Regions from separate parts of the Mus musculus genome. Here all the other regions are linked to region 3. A link is a contact called in public ChIA-PET and HiChIP or PLAC-seq data. All regions are on one chromosome and are shown on one strand. The core of a region is the stretch at or near the end of the contact, and the rest is flanking DNA. Distances in the headings are between cores, read along the strand shown. Region 1 overlaps Ptprk (protein tyrosine phosphatase, receptor type, K). Region 2 overlaps Ptprk (protein tyrosine phosphatase, receptor type, K). Region 3 holds the start of Themis (thymocyte selection associated).

The links. ChIA-PET counts read pairs in DNA pulled down with a chosen protein or histone mark. HiChIP or PLAC-seq counts read pairs in DNA pulled down with a chosen protein or histone mark.
Region 1: a contact with region 3 is called in an RNA polymerase II ChIA-PET map of memory CD8 T cells, with 1,258 read pairs. The contact joins the enhancer-like site here to the promoter of Themis in region 3. A contact is called at or near these places in 1 of 39 promoter capture datasets (neutrophils), 2 of 15 datasets of contacts at CTCF or cohesin (CD8 T cells and the NIH/3T3 cell line), 11 of 484 Hi-C or Micro-C datasets (CD4 T cells, CD8 T cells, CD8 central memory T cells and 3 more), 8 of 115 datasets of contacts at active chromatin or transcription factors (CD4 T cells, CD8 T cells, DN3 thymocytes and 4 more) and 2 of 9 other capture datasets (adipose tissue and liver).
Region 2: an H3K4me3 HiChIP or PLAC-seq map of the SCID.adh cell line shows a contact between it and region 3, with 7 times the contacts expected there. The contact joins the enhancer-like site here to the promoter of Themis in region 3. A contact is called at or near these places in 10 of 39 promoter capture datasets (3T3-L1-derived adipocytes, the HPC-7 cell line, HPC-7-derived erythroid cells and 5 more), 1 of 15 datasets of contacts at CTCF or cohesin (CD8 T cells), 9 of 484 Hi-C or Micro-C datasets (CD8 T cells, Sertoli cells, Th1 cells and 3 more), 5 of 115 datasets of contacts at active chromatin or transcription factors (CD8 T cells, the SCID.adh cell line, T-cell acute lymphoblastic leukemia and 2 more) and 2 of 9 other capture datasets (embryonic stem cells and liver).

The regions. Positions count from the first base shown.
Region 1 is chr10:28,514,964-28,518,354 of GRCm38.p6, forward strand. All of the region lies in intron 13 of Ptprk (protein tyrosine phosphatase, receptor type, K), which reads left to right. Among named protein-coding and RNA genes, the nearest start is that of Themis, 150 kb to the right of the region's middle. Within about 2 kb of position 1,343, at least 54 of the 459 cell types and tissues checked have an H3K27ac peak or open chromatin away from gene starts, as enhancers often do. A contact at or near this core is called in CD8 T cells, CD8 central memory T cells, the SCID.adh cell line and 5 more, where this site is marked.
Region 2 is chr10:28,483,814-28,487,091 of GRCm38.p6, forward strand. The region is part of intron 11 of Ptprk (protein tyrosine phosphatase, receptor type, K); the gene reads left to right. Among named protein-coding and RNA genes, the nearest start is that of Themis, 180 kb to the right of the region's middle. Within about 2 kb of position 1,953, at least 14 of the 459 cell types and tissues checked have an H3K27ac peak or open chromatin away from gene starts, as enhancers often do. A contact at or near this core is called in CD8 T cells, the SCID.adh cell line, T-cell acute lymphoblastic leukemia and 2 more, where this site is marked.
Region 3 is chr10:28,666,474-28,669,999 of GRCm38.p6, forward strand. It overlaps Themis (thymocyte selection associated), which reads left to right and starts at 1,887. Exons shown (of 6, transcript NM_178666.6): 1 at 1,887-2,277. The coding sequence starts at 2,187.

The sequences.
Region 1 (3,391 bases), core at 93-2,592, 150 kb before region 3:
AGTTGGTATTACAAGTTGACGCTCACCTCAGAGGACCGGCTTGCTTAATCTCCATTCCAGAGAATAGCTGCTCATAATGAAGGGTGTCTGAAAGTGGCCAAAATGAATGTTTCTGAAGCTATGGGAAGGATGAAAGAATAAGAGATAGCAGCTTCAGAATGTCCCATGATATGTATATCCATTCAGTTGTCATGAGAAGCAACCTAAATGACTTTGTGATTACATCTTTTCCTCTCCCAAAGAGAATCTTCTAGTGATAGAGAGAGAATTAAATCTGGAAATCAAATGAACAGTCCTGTTTAGAGAGACCAGGAAGAAAAATCTGATGAATGCCCAATAAAAGGGAGGAGTATACAGAGCCAATACAGAAAAGGAGATGCACCTCACCGCACAATTACGATAATGAATTAGGGAAGTCAGACAGACAAGTCAAGTTGTTAGCACCTTAACACACCAGATTGATTGGCTCTTCTTTTCTGGCCTCCTTTATAATTTTTTAATCTATTTTTTCCTCTTATTCATTCAGTTCTACATTTATTTCAGAATTCTCTTTTGTGTGGTATTTGTGATATTATTGAGTGTAGCTATCCTCAGGACAACAAACACAAATGTGATGTGTATTATCTCCTTCAGACACTCACATCCTTAGTACCGTCCCAGATTCTGTCAGTCTTGCCACTTTCTTTGGGTGAAGGTTATTATCTCATTTGTACATGGTTAGTAATTACGATTTAACTAGTATTCGGTTACTATTAGACCTATAAAAATTGCTATCCTCTTTCTGTACTCCTCTGCTGTTAGTAACGACAAACCATTTGGTCAGCTCTAAGACCAAGTATCTGTCTAAAGTCCTTACTCAGAGGCTGAGGAACAGCTAAATCAGTCAGTGCATGCCACGCAAAGATACGCATGAGGACCTGAACAACTCACAGAGAAGTGGGTGGCAGGCTCCGGTAATCCCAACACTGAGGAGGCAGAAGCAAGAGAAACCCTGGGGTTTCCTGGCTTAGGCCAATGAGAAGCTCTGACCTTTCCCCAAAAGAAAAGATGCACAGGGCCTGAGAACACACACAGTTGTGTATCATCTGGTCAACACACACACACACACACACACACACATATACACGCCATGCATATATCACACATACACCCACATATATAGAGATATATAGATATAACCCTGGCAGAAAGCACAGAGGGATTCAAGTAATGTTTTGCTAAAGGGTCAGTTATTCTAAATAGTCTTAGTGGGCTGTGTGCTTTGAATCCCTTATGCAGTGGAAGATGACTCCTCAGTTTTCCTTGACATGCACAAACACTTTCAGCATGTCTGCGCTTGTTTTACTTCCTCATGCTTGTGGGCTTCCTCCCCACCAACCACACTGCTACGAAAGTCCTGCGTTACCTTAGATACCGCCGTCACATTGCAGTTTCCACTTTGATTTAAACATTTCACTTAGCTAACCTATGAGTATTTAGTAAGATCATCTACTTCATATAATCCAATTCACATTTCAGTCATCAAACCCTGTACCCACACTTGGGATCACCTAATCTGCTTAATTGAAATTAAAAATGAAACAAAAGCTGCCATTTAAGAATTATGTGACTTCAGTGGTTTTCTTTTTTCCTTCTGATGACCATTTGGCTATCTTATGGGAAATACCAATTCCATGACCTTGAACCTTGTTTTTAAATTTACTTTACAGTCCTCTGGCTACTTACTACATTTCACTATCTGAATGAATGAGTGAATGAATGAATGAATGAATGAATACAACTTGTTTGTTAAATGTGCAGCTGTATCTCACCAGTGAAGATTTGACTGATTCTTTTACTAAAGGGAAGCCTCAGTAAACACTTCCATGACTGAAGTCCTGCAGATCAGAACTGGGTTATCAGTTTGAAAGCAGAGCATTCAATCACCTCTGAAATCCCAAGGGGAAAGTTGCTCCTGCGCTGTTTGGACCTCTTCCCCTCTAATAAAGTGCATTTTCACACTAGAACCTCTGTAATCATGTATATGGATTTTTCTGTGATATTTTTATTGGAACAGCCCTTCAAATAACCTAATAATTTAACTCTGAAGGTGATTCAGATGGGTATTAATGAGGTGCAGCTTTTCCTAGAAAGTTAGTTGATGCTCAAGTCCTTTGTGGAAGGGAAAATTTCTCTTTCTGAGAAGATGGGCATCATCTAAGGATTTCACACACTCCTGCACACTTACTGCATCTTGGTCCGACACAGTTTTGTGTTAGTTAGATGTTGACATTACAAATCTGACCTTCAACAATTGCTACCACTTCCCCTGATTTTATGCTACAGTATGGTCAGATGTATTCAACAGTAGCCAGTATCCAACTGAAAGGCTACACCCCAAACTCCAAGTGCGACCCTCCTGTTCCCAAATCAGTAGGACTTGTCCACTTTGCTTCCTGGGGAGTGCGGGCAACTGGAAATGCCGTAGAAAAACTTGAGATAAGTTCTTTTCCTGGCTAGTCCTCTATCTTTTGCCTCCTCTACAGCGTCTTCACATCATCTTCACATAGCTGCTTTCTGCCCTAGAAGCTCCCATCGAATAAACTGATTTTGGGGTGGACCTGTGTGTCCAAATTGAGTTTTGAAAAATACTTATCCTCTAAAGTTCCAATAAATGTTGCCCTCAGCCTTCTTGGTCTGCACAAGGCTGGTGCTCCCTCAGTAACTAGATGTAAATGTATGCAAAATTACTGGGGTGGGGGGTGCTCTGAGTTGGATGCAGTACACACCCAGGCACCAAATTCTCAGCACAGAAAAAGATTTCCTACCCTGGAGGAGCAATCAGGGGAGACAGGGAGAGGCTGCAAAGACAGACAGCAAGTAGCAGCAGCAGCAGCAGCACCATCAATAACATTATCTATCAGTAAGCAGGCAGCATGTGTATTTTGCAGGAGTAGGTTTTTAAGTAGAAAAAGTCTTAGCTATGGTGAATTGGTAATCTCTGATTGGACATATTAGCCAAATAGTGAGTTTTGGTTTTTGGATCTTGGTATTTAGTCTCAGCAATGAGTCCATAGGTGAATAAGGGAATGGGCCTTGGGGGATTGTTTTAGGAATGTCATCTAATGGTTTAGCCCAAAATCAGTTTAGCTTCTGGGACCAAAAGCAGTTATGTGAAGATGCTGGAAAGTAGAGGAGGCAAAAGATAAGAGAACTAGCCAGGAAAAGAACTTATCTCAAGTGTTTCTACGGCATTTCCAGTTGCCCCCACTCTCCCTCGTAGTTAAATGAACTGTATTCGGTATTTCCTTAACTTTTCTGTATTTTCTTAAAATGGAAAGACCATTGAGTCATTTATAAGTAACAAGACAATATTCAGTGAAACATCTCTGGGACTGTCCCTCAGTGCCCT
Region 2 (3,278 bases), core at 703-3,202, 180 kb before region 3:
GGTTAATAAAATTATTTCAGCTTTTTATATTTTGAACAACTACAGATGAACCTTCAAAATTCTGATTGCAACCAATAGCTATGTGGGCATTTTGTTAATCAATATTAATAAGAAAACCATATAGGTATAAAGGTAAGGCACATCTGAGAGCAGGATTGAGTTTTGTGCTGTTTATAAATCCTTTCAAAAGCCGGTCAGTCTCTGTTCTGTATGTAAAACCAATATCCTTGACTTAAAGAAACTGATGTCTTTTGTCATCAGAGTTGTACAGTATTTTTTCATGAATAAAAAATATGTTGATGAACATGAGTCACAAAGAAAACTTGCAATCCCCATCTAGCTAAAATTCAGTGCACCACCACATTCCAGAACAAGAGAGGTCGCTAGTGTGCCTGTAACATAGATGCTCTGGAACATCAGCTACTTGAACATCTGAAGTCAGTATACAGTGCTGTTCAGGAATCGATCTCCAAATCATTTTGATTGCTGGTATGAAGAGGAGTAGAAAATGTCTCATTCAGCTGGACTTGGTGTCCTTCTCTATTGGCACGTATTCATCGCCATTCACATGTCCCTAGTAGGGACAAAACTTACACCATAGGCATTTAATCAGTTCCTGATGTTTAAGAGGATTCCAGGTAGCTGTATTTCTCTTTTAAAGTTTGCCTTGGTCTGGAGAGATGGCTCAGTGGAAAGAGCACTAACAGCCCTTTAGAAGAATCTGGTTCAACCCCTAGCACTCACCTGTTGACTCACAAATATCTAAAACTCCTGTCACAGGAAATATGATATTCTCTCTGGCATCCTCGGGCACTGCACACATGTGCTACACAGACACACATTCAAAAAAAAAAAAAAAAAAGTCAGCAAAACAAAAATAAATAAATAAATAAAATTTAAAACTATTTGAAATCCCTAAAAATGTTAAGTGAAGCCATCTTTTTCTTCAGGTATTATTATCATTATTATTGTCAGGCTGTGCTGTATAACTTATATGATCCTTTGTTCACTTAATCAAATTTTTTTCTGCAAATTTTGACCATTTATTAAGTGCCTGTCACCCATCTTAATATTATAAATTAAAGATACACTGATCATAACACAACACAGTGTCTCTTCCCAGGTTTCTTAGGGTATCAGGGGTCATTCTATCATGTAGATCCTGAGCTAATTGACAGTGCTCAGGAATTCTGTGTATTTTCTATGGGTTTGATTAAACGACTTTCTTGTCTTCTGCTTGCCTTTATATATGCATGATTTCTAATTACTAAGAATTCATAAGGTCTAAACCAGCAACTATACAAAAATAATTCTTAATAGTCATTTATCTTTCCCTGGCATGGAAATGTGCCTCATTGTATTTGTTAGCAATTCCTGGAATTGAGCCCACTGGCTAGGCACTGCAAATTATATAGTACAGATGAGTAGTTCTCAGAAAACAAGTTGAAGGACTGGAGATATCATTCAGTAGGCAAGACTGCCTGCTGTGCACACAAGAAGATGTAAGTTTGAATAATTGGCCAATAAACCCTGTGCAAGCCAAGTAATACTATATTTGCCTATAGTACCAGAATTGGGTACAGATAAAGGCCAATCCCAGGAGCTCTTTGACCAGCCAGCATGGCTGACATAGCTTGCCTCGGGGTCAGTGAGGGACCCTATCCAAAAATAAGGTGGAGAGTAATAAAGGAAAGAACTCAACATGCTCTTCTGGCCTCTACGTGCATGAATATGGGTGTACACTTGCTTATACCACACTCAAAAACATATGCACAAACAGAAAACTGACTTTATAAAATAGGCTATTCGAATAAGAAATAAGTTACTGTGAGCATTTGCCAAAGTTAGTAAGTGAATGTTCCTAAAAGGGAAGAGGAGTAAGAGTGCCAACATGTTAATTCAGTCAAGGCCATCTTTATTTAGCAGCATTTGCCCGGAGCGCCTGCAGGTGGAGCCAGCAGGCAGGGCTACACACACTTAAGTAGACAGCACTGCAGTTTGGCATTTGCTGGGTTTGGACTTTGCTTCCCTTGCTTTTGGCATCCTTTAGTCCAGTAGTACCTTCTTCCCCACTAACAACTTCCCTCCTTCCAACCATGCCTGCAAGACACTGGGGTCTGATTCTGAGGTAGTCCAGTGTCCTAATGTCTTTAAAGTCAGAGTCTCATGTGATGGGGTGGTCAATTTTCCTAGCACTGAGTCTGTGGTCTGATTCTATAAATCATTTCTTGGATCCTATCATGCCATTTCGACTTTCCTGTAAAGTATTTACTTTCTGCTTAATTTCTTGCGGCTTAGTTACCCCCTCTGCTGTCAATGTTACTGCTGCTCTACGTTGTGTCTTCCCAAAATATCAGATCTCTTAACCTCCAGCTAACCCTGAAAGCTTCCCACTAGTCCTCAGTCATCAATCCTGAATATTGGGTCTATCTTCCCTTCCTGTGATACTGTTAGTGTTTATTAGCTTACATTTCACGGTCCATTTGTCCCAAACCTACAACAAATGGGCTTTCTTTTTCTTGAACTTCTTAATGAGAAGCTCTCCTTCCAGATCCTCTGTTACAGTAACTAAGAAATCCTCCTTACTCAGCACTAGTGCATTTACTTTATTTAGCATAGGCTTATTTTAAAACTTAAATTAACAGTGATTCCCACAAACTCACAGATTCCATAGCAATCTTTGCATACCAGGAGTTCATCTGGATATCTGAAATAGGCATCCAGTGTGGAGTGTGAGAGACTCCCTGATAATACAATGCCTGATAACACAGAGAGAAATTTTTATTAAGGAGGGGAAGAAATGAAGTCTGCCAAGGTTCACTTTGAGAAGAGATTATGGGTGTTCAAAGAGATCACAAAGAAGTGATTTGGAGTACTGCTTTAGTCCCAGATTTTCTGAGCCTAGTCCCCCCTGACAATGAGGCCATGGCATCATGAATGGTATCCATGAATGAATGATGAGAGATGAGATTTAAAGAGAATGTGGTGTAATTATGACTTCTCCAGCCATTCCCTCCACCTCAAAGGAAGTATGAGTTGGAGCTACAAGACTATACTCAGAGGGAAGCAGTCAGGACAGAAGTACATTAACTTTATATTAACACTGTAAAGAGGATGAGGAAGCCCTCGAATGTGTATGGCATGTAGATCACAGGAGTCCTTGTAACTTCAAATGAATAGTCCATATTGGAAAATAGTGAGAGCAAAAGAGATAAATACAGGGATTCAGGATAATATTAATCCCAGTCTAAAGGATAGAGTCTGACTTGTAGGATGAA
Region 3 (3,526 bases), core at 637-3,136:
TTCTGGCTTTGCACTCTCAAAGATGGGAGAGTCATTAATTTTATGATTGAGGATATAGGAGAAACAGATTCTGAGATACAAGAAGGATCTCTGTGTTAAAAGCAGAAGCAGGGACATACTGGATCTGTATAAATATCTGATGATATAGTGAATTCTTCTAGTGTTGGCTGCAAGGATAGAAACTTGAGTTATAAGTTAAAGATTTCAGATGAAATCCAGCATTGATTACATACCAAATAAACTTACTGCAGCACTAACTCTAAAAATGTATGATTTTTCAAGAGGCAGCCCTTTCCATATTCTAAAATCCTATGAAATATGCCAGGAGGCTACAAATAGTGTTTTCAGTCAAGTGAGAGGCCCAGACTTAGGTAAGAATGAGACAGAAGCTACATTTATCAAGCTTGGGAGATTTAGGGGACAAAAATGTTTCAAGGGATTACATAAAAGTTACTAGTGAAAATCACTTGAAGAATTTCCCACATTAACCCTAAGTTTGCCTAGAATGAAGGCTAGCAAATTGTTACAAGGGCTGAACATGACTCTGAAGAGCTTTAAGCATTTAGCATTTGGTAGATGCTCTATCATGATCAAGCAATTTGTCCAGAATCCAGCCTGAGAATGAACAACTTTTCATCATAGTTCATCTTTATCAACTTCAACCAATCTTCCTTTATTTATCTACAAAACATAGACAGTCTCACTTTAAATTGCAAGTATAACCTCTAAGATGATGTTTGAATTAAGTACAAAGAATAGGAAGCATAAAAATTTAAAACCAACCAACCAACCAAACAAACAAACAAACAAAACCCTAGCACCACCACAACAAAACTCCGATGTAAGGCAGAGGTGGTGACACATGCCTGTAATCCTAAGACAGAGGCAAGGAGGACTGGCATGTGTTTGAGCCCAGCCTGATATCCTAAGGAAAATTTTGTTTAAAAGAAACAAAAATCAAAATAAACAGAAAGATTGGTTTTGATGTATAAAAATTAGTTTCACAAGGTTTCTGTTATTTATTTATTTATTTATTTATTTATTTATTTATGGCTTTGAGCATTTTTCAACTTATGTTTAGATCATAAGAGCAAATTTATAGACTTCGGGGCTTGTGCAGTTTATTTATTTATGTTTTTAAATCTACATTTAAAAGGAGAGCTTCAAAGAGGAAGCAAACATTTAAATATATGTCTTATAAGTAGTTCTTTCTCTTCCTTTTTTCCTTTCTTCCTTTCTTCCTTCCTTCCTTTCTTCCTTCCTTCCTTCCTTCCTTTCTTTCTTTCTTTCTTTCTTTCTTTCTCTCTCTCTCTCTCTCTCTCTCTCTCTCTCTTTCTTTCTTTCTTTGGTTTTGTTGCTTTATTTTTATTTTATTTTATTAATTAATTTACTTTTGCTTTAAATACTTTCCTTCTCAGTGCAGAGACCAGAAAGTTCCCATCAATTTACTCTATTAATTCCTGAGTCACTTTTCATGTAACACCTCCTCCCTCCCTTTAAACTTCAGCAAAAATTTTAATGTGTAAAGATAAAAGGTGGTTTCTATGTGTCCTCAGAGTATCAGATTTCTAAAAACAGCTGACAACAGCTTCTTTTGTAACCAAGTTTAATGTAAAAGCACAATGAGTATGCAAAGCTAGAACCCAGATGCAGAGAGGCAACAAACTGATATAGTGCCATATTTAAGGTAAGACACTGTGCCTGCATTCTGGCCATGTCCAGTGTTCATGCCACAGGCCACTCTGTTTCATCACAATTTTGCCACTGCTGTGGATGCACAAGAACCAGCAACTTGCCAACCTCATTACTTTGGGTAGTGTCAGTTCAGACAAACACACCCCACCCCCATGTGTTTCTACTTCAGTGTCAGAAGGAAATGCAGCCGCAGGGAGAACAAAAAGAGCTTTACCCACTGTCTCCTGCCTATTCTCAAGTTCTTCCGCTGCTTGAGCTGTTTGCCCTGGGCTTGGCTTTCCTGTGACCTCCCTGCACCAGGTAGAAACTGAAGACCAGCTACTGCAGACAAGTACCTCCCCACCTTAGGGCTGTCCTACCCCGATTGGCTCCCATTTCACATTCTGCCTGTGTGGGCAATTATGAGCAAAGACAGAACGGTAGACAATTGACATCTAGAAACCACAAGGTCTTGTAAAAGATCAGGTCTATATACCACCGAAGACACAACAATGGCTTTATCTCTGGAAGAATTTGTCTACTCCCTTGACCTGAGGACCCTCCCCAGGGTCCTAGAAATCCAGTCAGGCATCTACTTTGAAGGTAAGTATTTTTCTAATTCTTTAATTTGATAGAATGTTCTTATAAAGTCTCTTGGAAATTTGTGGGAGAGGTTTTAGTAAGAAATACGTGGAAGGCTGTGTGTATAGTTCAGTGATTCGATACTTAGTTCAAACATATACACACCCAGCAAACAAAGTGCAAGTTGTCTGAAGGAAAGTTGAACACAGACACACACACACACACACACACACACACACACACACACACACACACATCCCAGCTGGTGAAGAAAGAAGAAACTAAGGCTTTAAGAAAGGTGGAGTGGAACTTTGTGAATTGCCATTTGCCATTTTTTTTCTTGGTAAGCATTCGACAAGTCTGCACAAAGGATGTTCTGTCTCTGCCCTACTCTTTGAAATTAATTGCCATCAGGTAAAAAAGTTTAATGTTGCTGACTATTGTTTTTAAACTATTAAAAACAGCAACATCAAAACAAAAACCCAAACACTATCAAGCTTGTTTTGTGTTTTGTTTCACCCAAAATGATTGCACCTATCAAGGGCACAGTCTTACAATGAATGCTGCCAAGTTCGGACTTCTAAGCTTGCCTTGTACTTGTAATCCTCTCTTCCTGCTCTACAAACTCCTTAAATGGTGGGAACTTTTATTTAAAGGTAAAGAAATTAGTGCCTATTGACTGTAGAGTATCTTTTAAGATTTGTGTTGAAAAGGTAAATTTTAATGAGGATTGTTGAATACTAAGCTGGTGAATTTTGGTGTAACTTACTGTAGTGTGTAAAATCCCCTAATATGAACGATACTAACATTTTAAAGTTAGTTTGGCCTGGATGGTGGTGGTACAGCTCTTTGATCCCAGCACTCAGGAGGCAGAGGCAGGTGGATTTCTATGAGTTCAAGCTAGCCTGGTCAACAGAGCAAATTCCAGGACAGCCAGTGCTACAGAAAGAAGCCCTGTCTCTAAACAAAACAAAACAAAACAAAACAAAACAAAACAAAACAAAACAAAACAAACCTTTTAAGTTTGGTTACATATAAGGTTCTCAAAATATTTCCTAGTTGGATATCAATTTTTGCTTACAAAAAGGGGAAAATTAAAGCCAATCAAAAAAAAACTGGGTCTAGTCAAATTACTAGGGAGAATGGTTGGCATGTGAGCTTTCCCACTCACAGTCTGTCCCATGGTTAGATTTCCAATTTTTGGACTTTTCACTGTAGTGGAATTGCACAAATCGTTCAGTTCTTTTTTCCATTTGAAGTACAATAGTCA